Regions from separate parts of the Mus musculus genome. Here all the other regions are linked to region 4. The links are chromatin contacts, called in public Hi-C and promoter capture Hi-C maps. All regions are on one chromosome and are shown on one strand. The core of a region is the stretch at or near the end of the contact, and the rest is flanking DNA. Distances in the headings are between cores, read along the strand shown.

The links. Promoter capture Hi-C pulls out the DNA fragments that hold promoters and counts their contacts. A called contact is a pair of places that touch in the nucleus more often than the background predicts. Capture Hi-C pulls out chosen DNA fragments and counts their contacts.
Region 1: a contact with region 4 is called in a promoter capture Hi-C map of pre-B cells. The contact joins the promoter of Carhsp1 here to the promoter of Nubp1 in region 4. A contact is called at or near these places in 10 of 39 promoter capture datasets (the 3T3-L1 cell line, 3T3-L1-derived adipocytes, the C10 cell line and 5 more), 1 of 484 Hi-C or Micro-C datasets (B cells) and 3 of 115 datasets of contacts at active chromatin or transcription factors (embryonic forebrain, extraembryonic endoderm stem cells and large pre-B cells).
Region 2: a promoter capture Hi-C map of adipose tissue shows a contact between it and region 4, with 4 times the contacts expected there. The contact joins the promoter of Pmm2 here to the promoter of Nubp1 in region 4. A contact is called at or near these places in 2 of 39 promoter capture datasets (liver and pre-B cells), 2 of 115 datasets of contacts at active chromatin or transcription factors (cardiomyocytes and large pre-B cells) and 1 of 9 other capture datasets (adipose tissue).
Region 3: a contact with region 4 is called in a promoter capture Hi-C map of pre-B cells. The contact joins the promoter of Usp7 here to the promoter of Nubp1 in region 4. A contact is called at or near these places in 5 of 39 promoter capture datasets (the C10 cell line, cranial neural crest, frontonasal cranial neural crest and 2 more), 1 of 484 Hi-C or Micro-C datasets (B cells) and 3 of 115 datasets of contacts at active chromatin or transcription factors (acute myeloid leukemia, large pre-B cells and pancreatic cancer cells).
Region 5: a Hi-C map of uterus shows a contact between it and region 4, with 4 times the contacts expected there. The contact joins the promoter of 1810013L24Rik here to the promoter of Nubp1 in region 4. A contact is called at or near these places in 5 of 39 promoter capture datasets (cranial neural crest, hippocampal neurons, liver and 2 more), 3 of 484 Hi-C or Micro-C datasets (CD8 T cells, regulatory T cells and uterus), 8 of 115 datasets of contacts at active chromatin or transcription factors (astrocytes, embryonic forebrain, embryonic hindbrain and 5 more) and 2 of 9 other capture datasets (adipose tissue and liver).
Region 6: a promoter capture Hi-C map of the HPC-7 cell line shows a contact between it and region 4. The contact joins the enhancer-like site here to the promoter of Nubp1 in region 4. A contact is called at or near these places in 2 of 39 promoter capture datasets (the HPC-7 cell line and hippocampal neurons) and 3 of 115 datasets of contacts at active chromatin or transcription factors (astrocytes, large pre-B cells and pro-B cells).
Region 7: a promoter capture Hi-C map of pre-B cells shows a contact between it and region 4, with 4 times the contacts expected there. The contact joins the promoter of Mettl22 here to the promoter of Nubp1 in region 4. A contact is called at or near these places in 3 of 39 promoter capture datasets (the C10 cell line, embryonic stem cells and pre-B cells), 2 of 115 datasets of contacts at active chromatin or transcription factors (large pre-B cells and pancreatic cancer cells) and 1 of 9 other capture datasets (liver).

Annotation. Positions count from the first base shown.
Region 1 is chr16:8,669,814-8,673,417 of GRCm38.p6, reverse strand. Carhsp1 (calcium regulated heat stable protein 1) reads left to right here and starts at 1,265. Exons shown (of 4, transcript NM_025821.2): 1 at 1,265-1,305.
Region 2 is chr16:8,636,298-8,640,008 of GRCm38.p6, reverse strand. Pmm2 (phosphomannomutase 2) reads right to left here and starts at 2,302. Exons shown (of 9, transcript NM_016881.3): 1 at 2,181-2,302. The coding sequence starts at 2,234. It overlaps Tmem186 (transmembrane protein 186), which reads left to right and starts at 2,298. Exons shown (of 2, transcript NM_025708.5): 1 at 2,298-2,523; 2 at 3,617-3,711. The coding sequence starts at 2,521.
Region 3 is chr16:8,736,532-8,740,227 of GRCm38.p6, reverse strand. It overlaps Usp7 (ubiquitin specific peptidase 7), which reads left to right and starts at 1,886. Exons shown (of 31, transcript NM_001003918.2): 1 at 1,886-2,024. The coding sequence starts at 1,943.
Region 4 is chr16:10,409,558-10,413,444 of GRCm38.p6, reverse strand. It overlaps Nubp1 (nucleotide binding protein 1), which reads right to left and starts at 1,507. Exons shown (of 11, transcript NM_011955.2): 1 at 1,450-1,507; 2 at 1,271-1,375. The coding sequence starts at 1,468.
Region 5 is chr16:8,827,830-8,831,412 of GRCm38.p6, reverse strand. 1810013L24Rik (RIKEN cDNA 1810013L24 gene) reads right to left here and starts at 1,313. Exons shown (of 4, transcript NM_001081400.3): 1 at 728-1,313; 2 at 12-92. The coding sequence starts at 953.
Region 6 is chr16:8,767,747-8,771,203 of GRCm38.p6, reverse strand. No RefSeq gene overlaps it. Among named protein-coding and RNA genes, the nearest start is that of Gm25805, 3.2 kb to the right of the region's middle. Within about 2 kb of position 1,938, at least 67 of the 459 cell types and tissues checked have an H3K27ac peak or open chromatin away from gene starts, as enhancers often do. A contact at or near this core is called in the HPC-7 cell line, where this site is marked.
Region 7 is chr16:8,469,548-8,473,033 of GRCm38.p6, reverse strand. Mettl22 (methyltransferase like 22) reads right to left here and starts at 2,221. Exons shown (of 11, transcript NM_146247.1): 1 at 2,169-2,221. Gm30012 (a long non-coding RNA gene) reads left to right here and starts at 1,883. Exons shown (of 5, transcript XR_384641.4): 1 at 1,883-2,091; 2 at 3,439-3,486.

The sequences.
Region 1 (3,604 bases), core at 16-2,515, 1.7 Mb after region 4:
TTGGCTTTCTTGATTTTGATGGTTCAGCATGCCCTGGGGGTAGGTCTAGAGGGTCTCAGTAGGGATGAGCTATCTCTTGGAAGACTGGGGGCTGCTGCCTACCACACCTACAGGGAACCTCTTTCCCACACCTAGGAAATATGAATTTGACCCTGGGGGGGGGGTCACGCTGAGGGCTTGCTCTCTTTGTTGGCCATGGAGATAGATCACAGCATGTCTCTGTGCCTCAGTTTCCTTTTCTGAAAATTGGAAGAAACACCATTTACTTCCACAGATAAAGTATCTTAAGGGTTTCTATTGCTGCCATGAAAACACCATTGATCAAAAAGCAAACTGGGGAGAAAGAGGTTTATTTGGCTTACACTTCCATGTTTCTGTTAATTATTGAAGGAAGTTAAGACAGGAACTGGGCAGGAGCTGATACAGAGGCCATGGAGGACAGCTGCTTACTGGCTTGCTCCTCATGACTTACACAGCCTGCTTTCTTATAGAACCCAGGACCACTAGCCCAGGGATGGCTCCACCAACAACCAGCTGGGCTCTTTCTTCATTGATCACTAATTGAGAAAATGTCCTATAGTTGGATCTCATGGAGGCATTTCCTCAACTGAGGCTCCTTTTTCTCGGATGACTCTAACTTGTGTCAAGTTGACACACAAAACCAGCCAGTACATAAAGCTTCAGGGATTCAGTAGAAATAAAAATTGAAAAAACATGGGGTTGGTGCCCACACCCATCTCAAATCCATTAGGGAGTCTGAGGCTATCCTGTCTCAAAATCAGCCCACGAAGAATAAATCAATTAGACAATAGAAAACGAACAAAACAACTCCTCCCTCCTCTCATTTTTATATTTCCCTTTCTGTCTCTCGCCTTCCTTCTATCTCTTAATTCTTGAAAAAAAAAAAAAAAAAGGCGCCCGCTTATCTCGAGTCAAGGGCAGGTTGGGGCCGGACTTGTGCTGGGGAGTGGCAGGCACAGCACGCCGAGACCCGATTGTGCCACTTTCCCGGGCACCGGGCCGGCACTGGGCGCCCGCAGACCCGCGAGTGGCGGGGAGAACACCTCCAGCCGCTGCCGAGTCCCCGGCTCCCGCCCGCGGGGCATCAACACAAAGGTCCTGCGGCAGCAGCTGTGCCGCGCTCCTCCTCCCCGACCAGTCCAAGGTCCGGGCCGCGCGTCCATTGGCCCGGAGCTCCAAGGGGCGTGGTCTCACACTCCGCCCTGCCCCGCGGCCACGCCCCAAGTCCCCGATCTTTTCTTGCAGTCGAAGAGCAGCAGCTGGAGGAGTAGGACGTGTCGCCAGGTAAGTGGCTGGTCCTGGGACCCTAGGGATGGGCGTGATGGTGCGCGGGATCTCTGGAGCCGCGGGGACGGGGCCGAGGCCTGCTCTGCACTTTGCTTCCCCTCTGTGGGGCCTTCTCGTTCTCCAGCTCCGTGATGGGTGCCCCCCCACCCCCACCTCCGGGACGTGCTCCAGTCGCCCGGGCTAGTTTGGGGAGCGCGGGTTACTCACCGTCCCCAAGGGGAGACGGGTGGGTGTGGCCACAACACCGATACTTGTCTGACTTCGGTTAGTACTTCTCTCTGGGCCACCTGTTTTTTGAGCGTAGGAGGCGCGCCCTCTGCGTTTTCTGGCGGGCTGGAGGTGCTGGAGACTCGCGGCTAGAGGAAGGCGGAGCTGTCCTCGACGGCCGGGCCTCGCCAGCTGCATGCTGGGCGGCGGGACAGTAGCCAGGCCCGGAGAGGGGGAACCGCCCTGACCCCTCGCGGTTGGCTGCCTGTAGGGAGGAGGAGCGGCAGGGCGCGCTCGCTTGGTGTTTGCGCCAGGATGGGGGCCTTAGGGCACAGAGGAAAACTTCACCGGGACTGGCGGTCCTGTTTACAGGCCGGAAATGCAAGGTTGGGTTTTGCTTTTTGTTTAAAAAAACCAGGCTCTGAGCTCACAGTTTTCTGAGGTTGCAGTTTAGGTCTGTGCAGGGTCAGCTGTAGATTCCCACTTCTCCTTCAGGGCCTGGATTCTGAGAGATGGAGGTGCCCCTTTGCAAAATAGGAGACCCCCCCACCCTTCCCCGCCGATTGGAATAGAGGGAGCTGGCTAGCCTAAGTGTCTGGAGAAATAGGGGCTTTTTAAAAACCTTCCCCTCTTGACCATACTGTTACTTCTTGGTGCTTTTAGTATGTTCTCTCTCCAAGCTGAAGCCAGAGGGAGAGAATGAAAAATAATTGGTCATTAAACCAGTAGTGGTGGGTTATGCCTGCAGTCCCAGCACTGGGGAGGTAAAAAGGATTCAGGATTCAGGTTCAATCGTGGCTCCATAATTAGTTCAAGGCCAGCTGCGGTAAATAACTTCCTTCTCCTTCACAGCACTGGGGAGACTAAGACAGAGGAACTGTCCACAGCAAGATCCTTCAAACCACTTAAAAACTCGAATTACAATCTGTGTCCCATGTTCCTGTTCTTTGTCCTATTAGGCTCGAACTTTCCCACAGGGCCTTCTCTAGCGGCTTTGTGACTCTGACTGTTCATTGTGTCCCTAAGTGATCCTTAAGCCTCAGCTCAGCCATTCCCTGGTCTGGGACAGGGGTCTCCTCAGAGTTTGGCCTCCCTCCCCCCTATCATCGCCTCTTGGGTGACGACAGCCTGGTTGCCACTCTGTGCCCTTGCATCACCTCACCCTCCAGGGTGACCATGAGCTGAATTGGGGTCAGAGTAAGCTGACTTCAGCCCAGCCTAGGGTTGGGGGAGCTGGCTTTCTTAGTCCTGCGAATGCAAGGGGAAGACTTTGTGCCTCATATCTGGCAGCTGTGGGAGGGGAGGGTTCTCCTAGTGTGACTGTGCACACCTTAGGGCCACTATTGTTAAGCCCACCTTCTGCTCTGCAGTGTGGCTGGGACTGCCTCTATAGCTTTGAGCTACTGGGATTTGCAAGGTCCTTGTCAAACTGAGGCAGGGAATTAGTGGGTCTAGGAGAAGATGGAAACAATCAGGCTGGAAGGTGAGCAGAACTGGGGGTGGGGTGAGGCAATTCAGGGCTAGGAGGCCAAGAGGTCTCCTTGGCCTGCCCCGTGGGATGACGTTATTGGAAGGGACTGCTTTGGGTTTCTGGACTCTAATCTGGAGCTTCTAGCTTCCTGGCAGTTGAGGGGAGGGAGGCAGGGGAGGGGGCGTCCCAGCTGGGCTGTTGGAGGGACGGGTTGTCTCCTAATCCTGTACTGTTTGCTCTTCTGTGTTCAGAGGCCCCGCCCCTGATATCCCCCCCCCCCTACTCTCACTGAATTCTCTCTTCTCAGAACAATGGAGCAGCATGTGGCTGGCTAGCCTGGCTGCTGTGAGCCTCAACAGCACGCGCACGCACGAAAACACACACACACACACACACACACACACACACACACACACCCCTGCTCTTCTCATCCTGTGCCTTCCAGGATCCCTGTGTCCGTTTAGCTGATCAGTCTTAATCTTCCCTTGGCTCTGGGTTCTTTTCTGCTAGTCTGGCTGAGTTGGGGGTGAAGATGAACCTTGACGTCTCAGTTTGTATATGTGTTCCCCTACCCTCCCCAACGCCTGCATCTTGGGAGCTGGGCAGTTTCGCAGCAGC
Region 2 (3,711 bases), core at 1,053-3,552, 1.8 Mb after region 4:
CCACAATAAAAGATAACCTGTTCTTCCTCTTCCAGATTGCACTGTGATTAGTGATGTTTGATAACGCACACAGATGAGACAGGGAAGGCGGATGATACATAGATCTGTTGCTAGAATATTTTAATTGCAGAACCCAACATACAGGAAACTTCTCTTCTAAATTACTTTTCTCTTATTGTTACAATTGCTTGTGATCACTGCCCGCATGGTGTTCTAAGGGTTGAAAGCACATCTGGATCACCTGGCTCCTTCTCTATCTTATACTTCATGTCCATCTACTGCCATTTAGCTAGGGACACGGAAGCACTTTCCCAGTAGCTTATCTAGTACCTGGAGTGGTCTCCACCCTTGCACAGGAAAAGGAAATGACAAACAAGACCGTCAACAGTGCCCTGGAGCTTAGGTCCTTGAAGCACAGCTGCCGTAAGAAACGGAGGTGCCACGTCTTAATAGTTTTACTTCAGTTTCCTTATGGTAGAATGGTAGCAGCTGGACAGTAAATGCCTTTATTCTCAGCACTCAGAAGGCAGAGGCAGAGGCAGGGGGATCTCCATGAGTTCGAGGCCAGCATGGTCTACAGAGATAATTCAAGGACAGGCAAAGCTACACCAAGAATCCCTGCCTTGAAAAAACAAAAAACCAGCAGGGCAGTGGTGGCACACGCCTTTAATCCCAGCACTCGGGAGGCAGAGACAGGCGGATTTCTGAGTTCGAGGCCAGCCTGGTCTACAGAGTGAGTTCCAGGACAGCCAGGACTATACAGAGAAACCCTGTCTCGAAAAAAACAAAACACAAAGATCTATTCCACAGCCTGGTAAAGTACTTGGTCAAAAGCTATGACTCAGGAGCTCACAGGCACTATGGGGAAACCTACTAGTGTTCTTTTTGTTAAATGGAAATCTTGTCAAATTGCCTTCTAAATATTTATGTTTATATCCATAGATTAATGCCACTCTCAAGCCTGGTAAGAAAAGTTTCTCTTTGTAGTGGCAGTGGTCAATGCAGACGCATACCTGGACAAAGTGCTAAGAATAAGTGCCCTTTATCAACCCTGTCCAGGCTCAGGGGACAGAAAGAATGTAAGAGCCAGAGGACGGGGAGGAGCGTGGCGAATGAAATGCTGTCTTCTGGACATTATATGGCTGTTGCCTGCATGAATTCAGCAACTGTGGTTCCCTGCACAAGATCAAGTCAGTTAACATTCCAGCATGGGTGATATGTTGCCCATCACTTGGGGTGTGTTAGTGTGTAGCACTAACTGGACTTAGTGAGGTATTAAAATAAGAATTTTAAAAAGGACATGAAAATGGAAGAGGGATGTGTGAGTAGGTGTTCCCCAGAGGGAGCACAGGAAGGTTGGGGGTGAATATGATCAGATACACTGTACACATGTAATTGCAAAGGAATAAAAAAATTAAAAAGATAAGACTCACATATCTAAGGTTACACACACTTAACATGGGCTTCTGGAACAGTCCACGAAATCTAAAAGGAGTGGGGCAGAGACACCCAAGCTATTTAAGCCCAGTGTCAAGTTTGAGTGATTTCTGCTCAACCACGAATTTGTGTATAGGAGGCAGAAAGAATGTCATCACCACAACGAAACCACACAAACTTATCTTTGGCCCTAACAGCAAAATCTGTTAGCGGAACAAAGTCCCATTGGATCCTTGATCCTTTCAGCAAACAGCCTATTACTACCTGGGTCCCCATTGCTGCAGGGGCTCACTTTTGAGGCCTGATCTGGCGAGGAACTGTCATGAATTTCAGTGATCCTCACCAAAACATCCCAAGCAACAGGCAATGCCCCAGTTAAAGTGGCTTCAAGGGCTCCGAGAAAGATTTGCTGAAGGTCAGACGACTGAGAACCTGCCTTTGGTATATTAGAAGAGACAGCCAAAGGTGACAGGGCTGGGGAGGCGAAACAGCAGGTCAGAGGGCCGAGGCTGGAGTTCAAGCCAGGTCACCAGCCCCGAGGGCCCGAGAAGAAACTCAGGCCCGAACTTTCAGACTCTGAACACGTTTCCTACTCGGAAGGTTTTTTGGGGGCCCCCTCCCTGCGCACCCCACTCAGGACCCCGCTCAGGACTCGCGTCTCCTGGTTCCCGGACAGTCGTTACCGCGGTCTAGGGCAGCAAGGGCTCTGCTCCACCACCGCGAGCCTCCCGGGCGCCGCCTACCTGCCGCGGGGCAGTCAGGGTCCCATCCATGTCGAAGAGACAGAGAGTGGCCATTTCTCCAGTCAGAAACCTCGACCGCACCAGGAACTCTACCCGGAACTCTACCCGGAACTTCCGGGTCCGCTCCGAGCCCTGGAGTTCCAAGGCACCATGGGAAGATTCCCTAATGGTTCACAGAACACCGGTGGCGGTTACAAAATTTGAACTACAGTTCCCAAGCCATAGTAATTTTTTTTTTTTTTTTTGAATTAGCGCATGCGGGTTTTTAACCGCCCGCGCATGCGCCCTTCAACTTTCCGGTGACAAGTACAGCGTGCGTCCTGTAGCAGGCGGCGGGCTCATGGTAGGAATGTCAGGAGGGAACGCGCTCCCCGTCCCCGGTCGGGTCTAGGACTGGCAGGCAGGACGCCTGGGCTGACCATTCGGGAAACCGGCCAGTGGAAGGCCAGAGTCTATTAGCTTGGGCTGTTTTCCTGCTTTGTCCCGGGCCCTTGGGTCACGTGGACGGTCTGCGTCGCTGCCACTTCGTACGTACACACCCGGTTCAGAGCTTAAGAGCCGTGTCTCCCTCAGCGTATTCTGAGGTTTTCTTTGGAAGGGTGAAGAAGGATGCACAGCTAGTGTCCTCTTGACTCCAAAGCCCAGAATCTGCTCACTCCAGAGAACCACAGGCAGTGTGTTGAGGGCCTCCGTGCCTCACGTCTCTGCTTCCTTCCCAGACAGGTTAATGATACAAAGAGGTTCTCTGGCCGCGCAAGGCACTCGGAGAACTGCAGAGGTCCTGTGATAAGTACCCCACGGCTTTGTTGTGTGGGGTTCTGACACCGATTGATTTACCCCTTAAGGAAGGGCGGTCCTTCAAGTCCGCTGTTGCCCGGTCTCTAGTGAATAGCTGAAACGACAGGTTTTCTATGTTCATTTAGACCTGCCTAGGAGGAAGGGCCCGTCCGAGCTCCAGACTGCCCGTGTTTCCCTGTACTTGGGGCTGTGAGGTGGGGTGGGGGAGGGCTTAGGTTCTTAAAAATGTTTTTGTTGTTTTGTTTTAATCTTGTGTGTTTAGTTTGTGTGCATATGCTTGTGCTTTGGCATACGGGGCTCCAGGACGTACTGCGTGAGTAATTTCTCTTCCTTCACCGTGTTGGCCTGAGGGATCAAATTCAAGTTACCCGGTTTGGTACCAAGCACCTGTACTAGATGGGCTATCTCACTAACTGCGACTAGGGTTTTGTTTGTTTAGTTGTAAAAATGGGAGAAGGTACCTATTTAGAATAGAATTCCACCAAAAAAAAAAAAAAATTAAGTGTCTGGCTTTATCACTTTCCTCTGGAAGTCATGGTGACTTTCCAGGAGCGGTTGAAGCCCTTCTGGGAGATGCTTTGTCTTGTTCATTGTGTGATTAGCATGGGTGACTTCTGAAATGAACCTCTCTCTTCCAGGCTTTCCTCCTTCGAGTCGTGCCAAGGTTGCAGGGGCCCACTGCATGGAGGAGGCCTCTACAGGGACTATGGTGCTGCTCTGGGCAGGGGGATTC
Region 3 (3,696 bases), core at 637-3,136, 1.7 Mb after region 4:
TCTCCTTTATCCACTTTGGGTTTTTTCCCCCTTTAAGTAAAAAAAAAAAAATTACATGTACATATATTTATTTGAGTGTGTGCGCTTTTGCAGCATGCACAGTGGAAACCAGAGGCCAACTTGCTGGAATTCAGGTCATAGGACTTGGTGACAGCACCTTTGCCCACTCTGCCATTTTGCTGGCCTCTGTTTAGGTTTTGAACTTCAGCAAGGGAAGTTGGGTTGACTGGTGTCCTAAGGCAAGATAGCAAATTGTTGCATTTTTTTTTTCCTGGACTAGCTGGTTATTTTCCTTGCAAGTCATGAAGTGCTAGAAAAGGCTCTTTTTTTATTATTACTAATTAATTTTTTGTGAAAGCAAGTTGTTCAATAGTATTTGCAGTACGACTATCCCAACCCCCTGCACCCAACTCTGGGTGACCTTGGGAAGGAGGAAGGGGCAGGTTTCTGGTGAATCAGGTGCCTTTGGGACCTGGTAGGAGGAAGTTCCTTGATGGGAAGCGTTCAGGCCAAGATGTTCTTGTTTTGTTGTTGATTTGTTTGAGTCCTGGTTGGCTTGGCCATGCCTCCAATTCGAAGAGATCCTACTGCCTCAGCCTCTGCCTCCGCCTCCCAAATTCTGGGATTAAAAAGGCATGTGCTACCCCCCCCCCCCCAAGTCAGTTGGCGCTTAGGCCTTAAATCAATCAGATTTTCCCTCTTCAAATTTCTTGTATTGAAAAGTTCGCTTTTAAAAAAATTTGACTCCTAAAACTTAGAAAGGTAGACGCAGGAGGATCAGGTGTCCATCAAGCACCATGAAAAGTTCCAGGCCAGCTTGGACTACCCGAGAGACTCTTTCCCAGTGGACGATCGTGGCCAACCTGATCTCCTAGAGAGGAAATAAATGAATGCTGGGATAGGTGAGAGCCGAAGGACTACACTTTGCCTTATTGGATCTAGGGTGCAAAAGAGTTAAGTTTCCCACGTATTTGCCCGGGTGAGAATCCCGGGGCCGGTTACGGGCCGTAAAACGGCGCCGCGCCTTGGGCTCCTTGTCCAGCCCAGTTCCCGCGAGCACCCCTACCCTCAGCCGGAGCCCCGCGGCCCTGGGCTGCGCTCCGCTGCCTCACAGAGGAGACCCCGGCGCCCCGCTCCAGCAGGGCTGGCGGGCGGGCGGCCGGCGCGCGGGGTGGGTGCTCCTCGGTGGCGGCGGGCGGGCCGCTCCCTGCTCCGCCTCCCGCTCCGCCTCCCGCTCCGCCCGCCGCCCGCCCTCGTCTCGTTCGCTCCGCTCTCGCCCCCCATGCGGATGTGACATTTCACGCCGCCGCCATTTTGAGAGCGAGCTGAGCCGAGCCGAGCCGCCGGGCGCCGCGTCCGCTGCCGGAGCCCCGACGACGACGCCGAGGAGGCGGAGGCCTCAGCGCCCCGAGCGCGGCCAGCCGGTCACCCGCCCGCGCAGCCTCAGCGGTCGCCGCCGCAGCCCACACCCGGGCCCGCAGGCTCGCCGCGGCCCGCCCGGCCTCCAGCCTTCCGCGCCCGGTCCGAGGCGGGGCTGACTACGCGGCCCCCGCCCGGCCGCCCTCCGCCCCCGGCCGGCCCGCGGCCCCGCAGCCCCGGCCCCGGCGGCGGGAGGCGGGCCCTGCGGCGGCGGCGGCGGCGGCGGCAGCGGCGGCCGCAGCGAGCGAGGAGGCCGCCCGGCTCGGCCCGCCGCCGCCCGCCCGCCTCGGCGCCGAGATTGGGCGAATCGCGAGCAAGTACGTGCGCGTCTCCCTGCCGCCGCCGCCGCCGCCGCCGCCCGCCGCGGGCCGCCCCGGGGCCGCCGCCGCCGACGACGCGCGGGTAGGAAGAGGAGGAGGCCGCCCCGCCGCCGCCGCCGCCGCCGCCTCTGCTAGCAGCCGCCCGCCCGCCGGGCCCGCAGCCCGGGCCTCCGGCCGCAGGCGAGGCCCAGGCCGCGGCCGACATGAACCACCAACAGCAGCAGCAGCAGCAGCAGAAAGCGGGCGAGCAGCAGCTGAGCGAGCCCGAGGACATGGAGATGGAAGGTGAGGCCCGCAGCGGGGCCGGCGCTTTCATTGTGGTCCGGGCGGCCGCGGGAGCCACGCGAGGGCCTCGCCATCTTTAACCAGGCCGGGCTGCCGCTCGGCCCCGCTCGGCCCGGCGCTTTTGCCGGGCCGGGGCTGCACAGTCATGCGGCCCGGCGGGGGGTGGCCCCGGACCCCCGAGTTCACGCATTGTGCAGCGCACGGGCTGCTGGGCACAAAGCGCCGGAGTCGTAAATTAGGATCGAGGTGTGTTGGCTCCGGGTACCCAGGTTGGGAGGCGGGCCCCGGGGACCGTCCTCTTTCCGGGGTGTGTGGCTCTGGCCAGGCTGGTTGGGCCTGCTCCCCGGCCCCTGAGCTCTTGGGGTGGGTATGGGAGCGGGTGCGCAGGTTCCCCTGCACCTGCTTCTGAACGCGCCCCCGGAGAGCCTCCCCCCAATAACTTCCGAGCGCTCTGCCGGGCGTCGCGCTTAATTGCGGAGACACCTGCAAGGCGCGCAGCTGCCCTCAGCCTTTGGACTTGCTGGGAAAGTACTCAGGTTCGCCTAGTTTATAAGTTACCTGGGCTTGTGGAGGAGTTTGGGTACCTGGCTGTAGGTGGTGCCGTCCACGTCCGGCTAAAAAGTGTGCTTGAAACTATGGAGTTCCGCCGCACATGGCTGGCCTACTGCAGAAGCAGATTAAGTTCTGGAGGTAACTATGTTTTCTACCGGAGCCGCAGGAATTTATCTTGGTACTGGATTTTATACTGTTTGTAGAGCTTCGCTATCAAGGTTTGCTGTGAAAGCGCAGTGGAGGGACTCTGGCTTCGGGATCTCATGCTGGGTTGGTCATTTTCTTTTCTTTTGACTTGGTACTTTAAGTGAAGGCAGTATGCGCGGTTACCTGCCCTAAAGGGGTCAGACAGGCAGGAATCCCAGTGAGGGGCAATGAATGGACCGTTCAGCAAGTGATAGTGGCTTTCATAAATGAATGAAGGTTCCTAGGAAGTTGGGGTAAAACTGTATTTGTTGTGTATGATGTAGCATGCTCTAGGCTAGGAATACTGACTCTTGACCCCCCCTGTGAATAACTTGATGGTGATCAGTGGGAATCAAACAATTGTCTGACCATGCAGCAGAGGGAAAAAGGCCCTAGGGGGCCGGGGGAAGGGGGAAGCTGAAGTTCATGCCAAGGACTAGGCTGTTTCTCTTGGCCTCAGCAAATCAGTAATTTCAGAGTGTCTGGCAAGTGCGATTAAACCAAATAGCTGATGGAACTCACCTTTGGGAGATTAGTGTACTCCTTTTATGCTATAATTTCATGCACGTCTAAAGTGGAGAGTTGCTCGGAACGTGAACATCCGTTTTCCTTTCAAGTCTTCCTCACTGCTCCTCTAGGGCTTTGTGAGAATAAGATTGGACAGCGCTGGGGGGGGGCATATTTCTGATACAGACTGTATCTGGAAAAATGTCTATGTCCAAAGTTTTGACGAGATTAGGGTGGTGGAAGATCTTCACAGGTTTTTTTACCCATGATATCCTGGGCTTCATGCTTGCTTCCCAGAGTTTTCTCGTGAAACTTTCATTTTCTATCAAAGTTAGTATTTGAGTTTTAGTGTTTAATGGGTGTTGTGGCTTTCAGTTTTCTATTCTTGCGCTAATTCTGTAGAAAATGCAGTCTTTCAGGGCTGTGG
Region 4 (3,887 bases), core at 258-2,757:
TCTTATTTATGCAGTAGCACATGCCCTCCGAGGAGAGAGTGGGGTGTTCAAAGCCCAGCTCCTCAACAGAACCCAGGAGGCATCTGCTAACATCTGCAGAAATTCTCTGGATGCCACAGGAGGGACTACTACTGGCATCTCGGATGATGGATGCTAAGTGTCTTAAGCACAGGTTAGGCCCAGTACAAGGGATGATCAACTCCAATGTCCCCAGGGCTGCAGATGGGAAACTCACAGGCTCTCAGAAGCAACCATCCCAGCAACGTACTGGGTTTCCAATGTCACGTCTTGTTTCAAATCTTTACAGACTACACTGTGGGGAGACTGGTCTTCACCATGAGGGCATTCTTGCTCAAGATCAGTTTTCAGGAGACTCAACAACCAAACCCAGCCTCTCTCTGAAAAGCCTTCCTTCCAGCTAGGCTTTCAGTCCTCCTCGCCCTGGAGATGGCCCCTCACAGTGCTGATCCCTGGTGAGTTTAACGTGCCTGCTCCTGCTTCCTCCCCACTTTGCTCTCAGTCCCCCATCTGTCTCTCCACTGAGATAATGAACATTCATGTCTGCTGAAAGATAGACTCCTTAACAGGAGGGTCCTTCTCTCTGCCACAGAGAGAGCAGAGCCTCTGTGACCTGTGATGGACATGTGCCAGGACTCAGGCCTGAAAGATCTCAGTATTTTTCCATTCTCCTCTCTGTGCTTGGCCTTGTGGATACTGAGGTAGCGGTTATTACTTAAGCCCTGTACCTGCCCGACATCACTTTTATCTATTCTATCCTTCTTTGAGGTCCTATTTACTGATTTTTTTTTTTTTTTTAATAAAGACAGGGTCTCATCTAAGCCCGGGGTTAGCCTCTTAAATGCTGAGATTACAAACATGTGCCAACACACTCGACCTAATGTTCGTTCGTTCATTCATTCATTCATTCACTGATTCATTCATTCACTCATACAGGGTCTCATCCTGTAGTCCAGGCTGGCTTTTAACTTGTAGCCATCCTCCTGCTTCTGCCCCTCAAGTTCCGGGGGAACAAGCCTGTGCCGCCAAGCTTATTTTAATGCCCCCTTCGGTTCCCTGTCTACCGCAGATCAGACTAAACCTCCATTTCCATCACTGTTTTTCCGCTATTTGATTTTTAAAACCTCCCTCTCGCTCAAGCTCCGCCTTCTACGCCCTCCCCCCAACCAATTAGAATACTGCCCACTAGCCGCTGCCATTCACCCTCAAGTCCCGCCCCTTCCACTTCCTGATCTGCCCGCCGCTTCCTCACCGGGATCCGGAGCAGCGCCGGCTCCGGATGCGCACAGCCTCTGGTTGGGGCATCCCTGGCACGAGGCTCCTCGGCCGGCCTGGGCGCTGTCGGCCCCGGGGCAGCCTGCGGGAAGACGAAGGCACAGTCAGAGTGGTTCGGTCCCAGCGGGACCACCCACACGTCCTGCGATAGCTCACCGTGGGGCGCCTCCTCCATGCTGCCGCTCTTGCCCGGGCTGCGCTCGCCGGAACCTCAGGGGCGTGTTTCCGCCTCGCAGGTCCAATCTGACCCCCCGGCCGCGGGAACTGTCTCGCCAGACCAGGACTGCGCACGCGCAAAACCGTGTGTGCAGTGGGTGGGATTCCTATGCCTCTTCCCGCTAAAACAGGGCGAGACTCAGAAATATATGATACCTGAGCAAATGAAGTGGCTCTAACGATTAAAGATTCTGTTGAGCCAGCCTGTATCCAAATCCCAGAACTCATAGGGAAAGCGAGGATGGACTCTTACACATAATGCAGGTTTTTGATTCTGTTTTTGTTTTTGTTGTTGTTTTGTTTTTTTAAGTATGGTTTTTGTCGCCAACGAACGTTATTCTCCGTGGCCTCAGTGTTGATGCAGTACTACTAATAAAAGTACAATCAATGTCAATATTTACTCAGTTTCAAATAATCTGCCCTACCCTAGATTCTGTTACAGGCTGGGATTGTGGCTCAATTGGTAGAGTGCTTGATCTATCATGCATGAGGTCCTATATTTAGTCCCCAGCACTGAAACAATACAGATCCAACAAAACACTTTGTCCGTCCCTCTCTATTTCTTCTCTGTTCTCCTCTCCTCTCTTCTGCTCAAGCTGATCTTGAATTAATGATTTTCTTGCCATGTTTGGCTAAGAGGGGAGACTTTATAAAGGGGTGTAGCTCAGTGGTAGAGTACCTGTCCAGCAAGTGAAAAGCCATAAATTCAATCGCCAGCAGTGTAAGTTCTCATTTGATCCTCCTGCCTCCGTCTTTCAGTTGCTGGGATTACAATGTGCACCACCAGCATTCCTGGGCTGACACCCCCGCCCTCTTAAAATTGCTGTGCTATTTAGAAAAATACTTTGTTTTGTGTTTTGTTGCTTCCCCTCAGATCTGTTCAGTGAAACCTCTTCAAACCCACTCCTGTGCCCCCACTGGGAGCTTTCCCTAGCTTTCTCTCACTTCTGCAGGTCCCCACTGTCCTTGCTGCTACCATTTCTCCTGTATGTGTCTGTGAGTGTTTAGACAAATGGCCTGTCTGTGTCTGTGGAGCAGTGTTTAGACTCCATGAAGACATCCTGTCCATGGTCACAGCCATGGGAGCTTGGCTGCATGCAACTTTGGCACAAGATGGTGGTGGTTGTTACTGTTTTCATTGAACGATTCTAAATATTTTTCATTTATTTTTGAGATTATAATTACATCATTTCTCCCTTCATTTTCCTTCCCCCAAACCTTACCACCTCTCCTTGCTGTTTATCAAATTCATGGACTTTTTTTTTTTCATTGTTATTGTGACAGGGCCCCAGACCTTAGCACAACTGACTCCATGATGGAAGTGCCATTCAGGCTGTAACACTCAGCACATAGACAGCAGCACCTGCCAAAATGAAAACAAAGACCTAATCCACCAAAGTCCATGACTCTGGGAAAGTCTCTAACTGTACTAACCTCTCTTTTTTGCTTCTGTAGAGCTGATTCTGGCTATCTGTTCTTGTTACTGAAGTAGGTTAACCCAGAACATGGTTTTTGTGCCTAAAAGTTTATTCCAAGAAAGGCTCAGTGCTCCACTGGGATACTGAATAGCAAAATCTTCCCATTAGCTTAAACCCATGTCTGAACAGTCATCTCTGATGAATACCCCACAACATTATTACATATGCTACATATTACATTTAAAAACATACACACACACATACACACATACAATCTGTTCACTCTGTATAAAAGATACTTGTATATCTATTTTTAAAGGTGACCATTCCGTTGGTGTGCTCTTCCATGGGGAGGACTATTCTTCCAGTCTCAGCATTCCTGTAGAATGCTATAGTTCTTTGGGTGAGGTCGAGGCTGCCTCTGTCCACTTTGACATGTGTACTGGCATCGACCTTATTCAGCTCTTGTGTAGGCAATCATGTTGGTGAGACTGAGTGTAGACTCTGACATTAGTAGGAGGCATTGTGGGATAACAGACCTGAAAGGGTTTTGCAGTGAGTGCTGGTGAGTGGGGCCAAGAATTCTTGCAATGTTGCAAGAATCAAAATATACAACAGACCTCATGCAAAAGATTAATGGGGAGGGAGACATGAAAGGTCATATCTGAGCAGGGTTGGAGAGAGGAAGAGGAAAAGGGAGAGAGGAGAGAGAGAGAGAGAGAATGAGAGAGAGAGAGAGCAGATTGTGATCATGCCAGCTTTATAGGGGTATGGAACATAGACATGGAAAATATGCAACAGTGGTGGTGGTGGAAATGTTGTGTTGGTTTTCAGCGATGACGTCACGTTGGCCTTAGTGATGATGACTGAGGTGGGGTAGGGTTGGAGGAGCACATGGTTCAGGAACATGGGTGGTTCTTGATTGACTAACAAGCCATTCCTGCTCCAGGCCAGTCCCCA
Region 5 (3,583 bases), core at 64-2,563, 1.6 Mb after region 4:
GTTATCTTTACCTTTATAGAGGTTGGTGACGGCGGTGGCTGCGTTTTGGAAGGGGACCCAGAGAGAAAGTCCTGGCTGCTGACACACTCGGTCTGGAAACAAAAAGGGGGGAAAAAAAACAATAGGGGGGGGAAAAAGACACACACAAGGACATAGAGAAAGAAGAGAATGTTATTTGGGCGTCACTCACTCCGGAACGGCCATATTAGGTTTCGCCATTTTGTTCAGGATTTGGGGATCCCAAAGGGAGCGTGAGACCGGAGTTACTGGGTCGAGGAAGGGGAACCTGACAACAGCGCAACCCGAGTGGCGAACGCCGCCCGGCAGGCTCAGGGAAGCGCCCCTAGCAGTCTCCGCCCCGAGGCCGGCTCGGGGCACAATAGGGCCGCCCCACCGCCTCCTTCGCCATTTTGTGACAGGGACTCCTCCCCTACCCCCACGATCCGACCGGGGACACCCGGACCGGTACGTGGGGACCCTCGGGAGGTACTCTAAATCGGGGGTCTCCCCATCCTTCATCGTAGTTTTCCCCCTCCCAGGGTAGCTCCTCCGTCGCCGTCCTGCGGGTCAGATGGCCAGGGGTCCGCGGCACGGCCCTCCCCTCCCAGTCGTCCGGCTATCCCCGCAGGGTGCGAGGAGCCGCCAGGTCCCGGGGACCGAGCCGGGAACCGGGGGGAAGAGCAGCTCCGCAGGCCGGGGCGGCGCCAAGATGGCGGCGCGGCCTCACCTTTGTAGAGCTGAGCCACGGCCGTGGCCGAGTTCTGGAAGAGATGCCACAGCTTCTGTTGCTTGTGCTCGGGCTGCGCGGCGGCCGCCGCCTCCTCCTGCAGCTCGGGAGACAACTGCTCGTCCTGCTCGGCCTCGGCCAGGCACTGCCGCTCCCACTTGGAGAACCAATGCTCCGGCCCGTGCTCCTGGATCTCCGCCTCGCCCTCCTCCTTCCGCTCCTCCATCCTCCGCGGCCTCCCGCGGCCTGGCCGCCGCCGCCGCGTCCTCCTTAAGCGCGGTCCCCGCGGGAACGTCGTCGTCGACAGGCCCGGGAACGAGGGGCCCGGCGGCCGGCCCAGGCCTCTGTGCAAGCCCGCGGAGCCGGCACCCACCCCGCACAGCCCGAGTCCTCTGCCCACCAACCCCGCTCCGAGGTGCCGCACCCTGCCCTAGCCTCGCCCGCACCCCTTTACCGCCCACCCACGGCCCCGCGGCCTCGGTCCGACCGCCGCCGCTCTCCAACCGGCGTTCCCTGTCCGGCCTGCGCCGCCGAGCCCACCTCGAAGACTGAGGAACGTCGTCTACGGCGGCGGCGTCGACGCCTCTGCGGCGACCGGGCCCCGCCCTCCCCCGCCCACATGCTGACTGGAAAGCGCCGCCCACTTGGCCAGCGGCGCTTCCCCGGCAGGAGGCGGTTGGGGCGCGCCCACCGTCGACCTTCCCCATTGGCCCGCCGCAACGGGTTCCGCGTGCTGGCCCCTGAACGCAGCGTTCTGATTGGCTTACCCGCCTGTCGAACTGATGTCATCAATGGGCGGGGGGCTGGGGGAAGGAGTAAATGTCAGGGAACTTGAAGACTGTAGAGCAGGGAGGAGTTGACAGTGTTTGCGTGCGACCAACCAAAGCAGAAGAAGAAATATCTGTACACTGGAGCCAAGGGATTGCGCTTGCGCGGTGCTCGCTTCGCTCCCGCACCCCGTCTGAGAGTCACGTGACTCCGCCGGGTGACCGCACCCCGCGGGGGCCTTTCCCGGGCTTGCAAGTGCATGGTCACGCAGTGTTTATGTGCTGACTCCTCGAGTTCCTGAGAAGTGCAGTCTACCTCTGTTTGCAGCGCCCTTTCTATGTTTTTTTAATGCCAGAATTCCCAACCTTAGTGGGGCAAGTAAAGCGTGTGAATCCAAAGGAAAATTCTCCGGAGGTGTGAGCGACCTGGGGACGCTCACCGAGATTTCCCGGAGAAGGGGACCGGAGGGAGCTGGACACCAGGGCCGCCTGGCGGACAGTGCGCCCAGCGCTAGTAGCGGCCCGGCACCTGTCCCATGCACGCTCCCGGGACACGTGCGACCGCCGCGTCCCGCCCCCGCCCCCCATGTGCAATTGCTGGCACCCGGGCCCCTGCACTGCTCACTCAGAGTGATCAGTGCCAGGAAAGAGGTCTGGAAGCCTGGGAACAAGAGGGCAGCACAATGACGGGACCTCTCAGCCTCTGAGCTGACAGCTTATGTATGCCATCTGTACTGGATGGAAGTCCTGCAGGATCTGATCCTGCCTGCTCTGGCTTCTCCGGACTTCTCCCTGATCTGTCTGGTTCCCAGAGCCTAATCTCTGGACTCTCTGAAAGTTCATATTCCATTTTCCTTAGGACTAGGCTCAAAGCCAGGTGTGCTGGTGCTCTTTGTTTTGTTTCCTTCTTTTTTTTTTTTTTTTTTTTTTCTTTTTTGGTATTTCGAGACAGGGTTTCTCTGTATAGCCCTGGCTGTCCTGGAACTCACTTTGTAGATAGACCAGGCTGGCCTTGAACTCAGAAATCCGCCTGCCTCTGCCTCCGGTGCGCCACCACGCCCGGCCTGTTTTGTTTCTTGAAACAACTTTTTTTTTTTTTTTTTTTGGTAGTTTTGGGATTGCCTTGAAATCATAGAGATCCTCCTGCCTCTACCTCCTGGGCGCTGGGATTAAAAGCCTTTGCCACCACACCTTGTGATGCGTTTTTGTTTTTTATTTTGTTTTATGTATAATTTATTTTAATTTTACTTATTTTTGTATTATATTAGATAATATGTAACATTACATTATTGTTATATTTTATCTTATTTTTTATAATTTGCTTTATAAATAATTCATATTTTAATATATGATTCATAAAATCTTTATTTTAAGTGCATTAATGTTTTGCCTTCATATGTATATGGCGGGAGGAGTGGGTGTCAGAAGCCCTGGAACTGGAGTTGTAGATGTGAGCTGCCACGTAGATGCTGGGAATTGAACCTGGGTCCTCTAGAAGGGCAGCATGTGCTTTTAATCTCTGAGCCATCTCTCTAGCCCCTTGTTTGTTTATTTGTTTTAAATCTTAAATTGTCCCCAATGATGCCTAAGCAACATTATGTATCACAAATCAACACCTGGACCCTTCAGATGCCCAAAACCAGCTTGTAAGAAGCAATCTGTCGGCAGTTGGAGCACCAACTGCTCTCCTAGCGGTCCTGAGTTCAATTCCCAGCAACCACATGGTGGCTCACAACCATCTGTAATGGGATCCAATGCCTTCTTCTGGTGTGTCTGAAGACAGCTACAGGGTACTCATATACCTAAAATAAATAAATCTTAAAAAAAAAAGAGCCTTATAGGGAACATGATATTTGGGGGGGAGGGGGGGAAGCAAGCACAGTGGAACACAGCTGTAGTCAATCCCAGCACTCAGGAGAAATGTTACAGATTGAGTTCTGTGTAAACCAGGACTTCATAGGCAGATCTAACCTCAAAAACAGACAAACAACAATAACCACAACAAAAACGCTGTACAAAAGTCACAGGGCATAAAATCAAACATAGGAAGAAGACAAAAAGTCCCAGCCTGGGATTAGAGTACACTCAA
Region 6 (3,457 bases), core at 689-3,188, 1.6 Mb after region 4:
TCAACAAAGGCATCCTACCTTCAAGCAGGTGCAGCATGCCCCCAATGAACACAATTGTGGGGCAGGGAGTGCGGGGTGGGGGGGAGAGGGAGTGGGAGAAAACCCCTGTCCCATCAGAGTTCTGATGCTCTGGGCGGGCGGACTCGGAAGGACTGTCTTTCCCCGCGCTTTCCCCACAGCCCCGCGTGGGTGTCTGGGTGTGAAGCCACTGGCCCCAGCTCGGCGGGTGGTGGACAAGGGGTAGTCCTAGGCACCAGGTTCTCAGCCATCGGACCTGGTGCTGAAGGAAGGAGAGGGCCGGGGGAGAGGGAGGCGCTGGGTGGTTCCCACGTGGGTAAGAGACCTTGGTCTGGTCAGTGGCTGGAGCGCAGGAAGGCCTTCTAACGGGAGGTTAGATGCGGCTGGTTATGGGAAAGCCTATCCCATTGTTGAAGCATAGTGGGCCTTGATGAGCAGAGACAGTCTCCGAGCTTTGTTGTAGGAAGGTAGGGAGAAAGAAGGTAGAAAGAGGGAGGCTGTCCATGGCCGCGTGGAGGGGGGTGGGGGGGAGGGAGAGAGAGGAGGGCTAGAGATGAGAGTAAGGATGGTGAGAGCTTAAAGAGTGAGGAGGGGCCAAGCAGCTCCTTTTATAGTGGGCTAGGCTATCTTGCTGTTGCCAGGTAACTGGGGGTGGAGTCTAGCCAGAATGCCAGGAGCTTGGGACTTTGCCTGACTTATAGACACAGAATCATGGAGTTGGGGACTCTGTGGTGTCAGGCACCTGACTCTGGGAACGTGGCTCGCTTTTCCGTCTCTTGTAGAGTTTTCTACTGGGTTGCCGGAGCAAGCCTCATTCAACCAAAATAGACTGCCTATCGTGGCCTCCCCCTCCCCTCCCCTCCCCTCCCCTCTCTCTCTCTCTCTCTCTCTCTCTCTCTCTCTCTTCTCTCTGTTATTTGAGACTAGAGAGATGGCTCAGTAGGAACGCCTGCTTCTTTCCCAGAGGACCTGGATTTGGTTTCCAGCACCCACAGCAGGTGGCTTGCATCCCCAATTCTAAAGAATTAGAATTAGAGTCTTCTTTGGGACTTTCACACATGTGCTGTACATAAACTCATGTAGACACATACTTATGTAAAAATGAACACATAAATGCCTAAGAAAGATGGGTTTACTTTCTTCTCTGTGACTGCCTGTTTGCCTGTACACGTGCTTTTTCGGTTTTTGTTTGTTTGTTTTTGGTTTTTCGAGACAGGGTTTCTCTGTATAGCCCTGGCTGTCTTGGAACTCACTTTGAAGACCAGAGCATGTTGGATCCCTTGGAACTGGAGTTGTAGAGGGCTCTGAGCCAGAACTGAACTGTAGCAAATGCTCTTAACCCATCTCTTCAGAACCCCGTTTTTCTTTTACTCTTCCCTACCCTGCTCCCCAGACAGGGTCTCAGTATGTAGCTCTGACTATCCTTGAACTCACCGTAGAACTCACAGAGATCCTCCAGAGCACTAAGACTAAAGGCATGAGCCACTACACCTGGCTCCCCTTTCTTTTTTTAATTGTGTGGGGAGGGAGTGTACAGCGGTGATCCCCTTGCTTCAGTTTCTCAGGTAGCTGAGACTAAATGTGCATCATTCTTTGGAATGAGGTGCCTGACCGGAGCTTTCCCCATTCCTCAGCTTTCTATTTTTTTTTTTTCTCCAAGATTTATTTATTATATGTAAGTACACTGTAGCTGTCCTCAGATACTCCAGAAGAGGGCATCAGATTTCATTACGGATGGTTGTGAGCCACCATGTGGTTGCTGGGATTTGAACTCGGGACCTTCGGAAGAGCAGTCGGCACTCTTAACCACTGAGCCATCTCGCTAGCCCTCAGCTTTCTATTTTTACCCGGTAATGTCCAAGTGTAAGAGACCATCATACCTCATCTCCCTGAGCTAGTCCTTCCTCCAAGTGACCACTAGAGGGCACAGGGACTGTGAGCTGAGGCTGAGCTTCGGGCCAACCCCGGGGGCAGGTGCCAGACAGAGTACTGAGCTTTCAGAAATAGAGCAGAGAAGGCCCTGCCTTATTGAACCCTAGGGAAACCAGGTCTGCAGGTAATTTTCCCTACGTCCCAGCGCTTCATGACCTTTAAGACAGGCAGTTGTCTGGGTGCATGCACACGTGGAAGTTCAGGGGGACCAGAAAAGCACCCAGGGTTCTGCAGTCCCTAGCCTTGACCCCAAAAGGCAGCTTGAAACCTCAGGGTCCTTTTCCAGACAGCCTGGCTGTATCTGAAAGCCCACAGGTAGGTACATTACAGGCTAGAATAACATTGTAATGTATCAGGCCGAGCTTCCTGAACAAGTTGGGTTTCCATTTACTGTAAACAATCCTGCTTGTCCAGTGAGCCACAGGCTGAAAGGAGGAAGAGGAACAGGCGTGCTGTGAGTGCTCAGCAACTGGATGAGGCTCAGTGGCAGCCTGGCTGTAGCTGGAACAGACAGGGCCTCCCAGAGAAGCCTGTGGGGAGCCTGTTTAGAGGTTGCCCCGTAAATACCAAGGGACTACAGACCTGGGCTAGGATCCAGCTCCATCTACCTGCACTCTAGTCACTCCGCTCCCAGGCTTCAACATATTTCATCTTGGACATGGGCATGCAGCTCAATGGGTAGGGCACTTGCATAGCACACAGGAAACCCTGGGCTCTCTCCTCAACACCACAGGAACTGTACATTGGGGTACATACCTGTAATCCCAGTACCTGGAAGGTGGAGCTCAAGGTCAACTGGATCCAATGAGACCCTGCCTCATAAGGGGTGGGGGGGGACTTGGCAGCAGAAAAAAGACAGCTCCTCCTGCCCTGTTGCCCTTAGCTCTACTCCCTCAGACTGCCCTCTGAACTGGTCCATTTGCACACTACAACGTGTGCTTGAGCCCACGCACACAATCAGTAGGCAGTTGTGTGGTCCCTGCCTATAATCTTTGGTCTGCAGATATAGGAGGCAGAGGCAGAAGGACCAGAAATTCAATGTCACCCTAAGGAACACAGTGAGTGTGAGGCCAGCCTAGGCTACAAGAGACCCTGCCTGACGCAAAGGAACAAATATGTGAAGAAACAAATGGAAGACGAGTCTGTGATGGGCTGGCAAGTGGGCTCCACAGCAAAGACCCCTGCCCTCATGCATGACAGCATGTGTCCAGTCCCCAGGGCCCACGGTGCAGGGAGAGAGCTGGCTCCCACAAATTGCCCTCAGACTCCACAGTTGTATAAATAAGTAAATAAAATATAAGTTTAAAATATTAAAGATAAGCCTGTTTGCTTCCAGCTGGGTTTCCTGAGCTTCAGGCAGCAGCGGGATGAAGGGAGGTGAGTGTGCCCAGAATGTAATTCATTTTAAAGTCTTAGCATAAGGAAGTGGGTGGCAGTGCAGTGGAAAAGCAAACCAGAAAAAGGAAACCAAAAAATGAACGACGTAGAAAAACAATGACAGCGGCTT
Region 7 (3,486 bases), core at 972-3,471, 1.9 Mb after region 4:
ATCAAATAATATATACCCATCTATCTAAGAGACCATCTATCTAATAAGAGACCATATATTTAATAATGTATTATCTAGCAATCATCTATTAATACATATTATCTATCTTATCCAGTAAAGCATATTACCTACTATCTACTATCTATCTATCTATCTATCTATCCATCTATGATTTCTCCTTTGAATTCTCTTAAAAGTGAACTGAAGACAACATGACATTTTACTACTGAATTCTTTCATTACCTGTCTCTGAGGAATACTTTCCTATATAACTATATACTACAATTAGAAACCATATCCAAGCCACAGTGGTTGCAAACAGGAAGGCTTTCCTTCCAACTAACTGTTCTACCTCACCACAGAGCACCAGCGGAAGTCTGACGGGCCTCGAAGCTGGGCAACTAGGTATAAACTCTGGTCCCCCACCTCCCAGCTACAGACCTCGGGGGGAATCACTTTCCTCTCTGGACCTGCTCTATCAGCCATATTGCCACCTTGCAGGAGTGTGGGAGTGGGGTGAGGTGTGGGAAAAGCTCTGAGCAGAGTCTTTGAATTACAACAGGTGTGAAATAGCGGCGACTTCTTTGCCACGAGGTTGGTTTCATGTGTTTGGCCCAAACCTGCCCTTCTCCAGTGCCTACAGGGACAATTCCTACGTGGTTGGTGTGCTTACGGTGAGTCAAACTCTTAGGAGCCTCCATTTGTTTTCAAACTGGAAGATGGAAACGGTTTAATTTTATTATCATAATTCAGATGTCTTCATGCTCTAACTGCCCACAGCTGGAGCTTTGTATATGGATGAGTGCCAGGGAACGGCAATGGCGCCAACCCAGAAAGTTCTTCTCCGAGTTTGCTTTGTTTCCCTCCACAGCATGATAAGCCAGCGAAAACGTAAGCGGGTAAGCAGGTGTGAACTGGGGCTGGGAATGAAACCAATGTGGGATTTCATGTGAATGAAATCAAAGAAGTACTCAGCCTTCAGCAAAACCACTGGCAACAAAAATCAGACATGATTCAGGCAGAGGAAACACAGCCTAGCCCTAACCACCTACTGGTTCGAGGTAGACTGGCTCCCCTAGTTCTGAATGGAAGACAAGATTTGGCTTTTGGTTTTGGTCCAAAAAATCCTCTCTGCCATCTTTGGGAACACTGACCATGAATAAGAGGATAGAATGTGTTGTTATGGTACACAAATTTACACCTCAGAGGATGCATGTTCATTGTTCATTCTGTAAGTGGGAATTATATGAGGACCAAATCGTCTAACATATAGGTGGAAAACAAATTCTCTACTAACCTCTGGTCGACTTCGTCTACTTAAAAGTATGAATGAAGCAGGTTTCCCAGGAAATGTGGCCTGAGAGAGAAGTCCCAGGTCATGAGCCTCCTTTAAGGGTTTCGCCTGGGAATCAGCATTCTGGAAATAGGGAGGCACTGAGGCCTGTGTGAGGATTAAACGTGACAACCGTCCCTTTCAGGGATCATCAGTAACTTGTAAGTAGCTACAGGATCATGTTTATAGAAAAGTGTCCCGGGGAGATGGCTAGAGACCTTGAGACAGTTTCTCTACTTAGAAAATGCATGGTATAGAGAGGTGTCCAGTTTCTCCTAGGTACTGCTGGAAAAGCAGTCCCAGGTTTCATGTTGCAAATTCATTCCGGTAGGGGAGCTGGCAGGTCGTCTAGGCAATTCCGAGACGGCAGAGTTGGATTCCCAAGAATTCTTCAAGGGTTACAGCCACTGTTATTCCCCAAACCAGTCTACCGGGGTGGACAGAACTCCCCTCCTCCCAGGCAGGTGGATGCACACCCACTGGACAATCAAAACTTAGGAGCTGGGAGAGGGAACGCCAGGAAGCTGGAGGGCGCAGGGCTCAGAGGTGCAGGAAAGGGCTGGCCACGCGCGCAGGGCGGCGTCAGCGGCTCCAGGGACCTCCTCCATTAGCGGCCAGTCACTCTGAAGAAGCCAGTCGCTAACCCGGCCTCTCCTTCCCTTCCTAATCCGAGACAGAGTGGGACTGCCTCACCCAGCACGGAAACCGAGACGTCCCATACAGAAAGGGAAACTGAGGCTGAGGGTTCAGACTTCAAGGTCGTGTAAGCTTGGCTCTCAAAGCCAAGATGCTCCCTGGGTTCTTCCCGGTCCCGCCCCCTCTCCCGGGCTCTTACCCGCCATGACACTGGTCTGAAGTCCCACGCGGAACCCTAGCCATGGGGCTCAGGAAGCCGCCATGACGGACAGCTTGCGCAGGCGCGGTCCAAGCGCCGGCTCGGGTCGCGCATGCGCACGCGGCGGCAGCCGCTAGCTAACACCTGATGCTCTCGCTCAGCCCTGTGGCGGCCACTGGAGGCTCAGCTGTCACCTGGTCGGATTGCTCATATGGCCGTCCAGAGTGGGGACGCCTCTGCACTTCGGTGTTTGGAATCCCTCCTGTAAAAAATTTAAATATGGCTAAGAATCTCAGCGGTGTAGAGAGCCCAGCACAAGAAAAAAAAGTTAAATAATTTGCTTTAAGTGTTAGAGTCATTAAAGATCAGAGTCCTAATAAGCTGTATTTAACCATTGTTCCTAAGTATGCCCAGGAAACAATTAATAGGCAAAAGCAGAAGACAAAAACATACAATGACCCACCCAAGTACATGTTTCGGGCACCGATAGGATATTTATGTTTAAGTAGAGTGCTATAGTTATGCATAGCTAAGCAGTCCTGGTCTGGGTATGGTACTGCCCATCATTGCTCCATCCTTTTTTTTTTTTTTTTTTTTTTTTTTTTTTTTTTTGGCTTCAATCTATCCTGCAAGGAGTTTTGAAAAGTTGTAATTCTCTTCCTGGAAGACAGTGACTCATCTGTTTGGTCCCTGGTATTAACCTTTATCTCCTCCCAGCTTGGGACTGTTGGGGAAAATCAAAATTTGGGGGTTGACTGTTTCAATAATCTGATAGCCAAAGGGAGGGGCACAAGTGTGTTACGTTTAGAATATCCTTATTCCGGCAAGGCAGGCAGGCTGGAGGATCACTCAGCCACTAAGTGGTGAGGATTCAAATTGGAGGGTGAGGGATCCGGAGTGTGTTAGCCAGCATGCCCCTTGTTTCTTCCCAGTGTTATGTATACCCTGCGTTTAGCATCCTTACAAGCAATTGGCAGGACTAACGGATCTAGTCATCAAGTCTCCAGTAACGATGATCCCGGATCTTTCTAAGTTGGAGTCTAGCATAAAATGAAATAGGACACAAATATTACACCTTAGGTAAACCTTATCCTGTTCAGAATGCTGAGAATGGTAAGTGCTTAAGGTTGGAGGCTGTATTTAGTCACTTATTTTTGTGGCTGTGATAAATACTCAGGAAAAACCACTTAAGGAAATAATGACTTCTTTTGTCTCATGCTTTCAGAAACCACCTAAGGAAATAATGACTTCTTTTGTCTCATGCTTTCAGAGGTCCAGCATTGCTAGCTCCATTGCTTTGGAACTGTGGGAGCTAGAG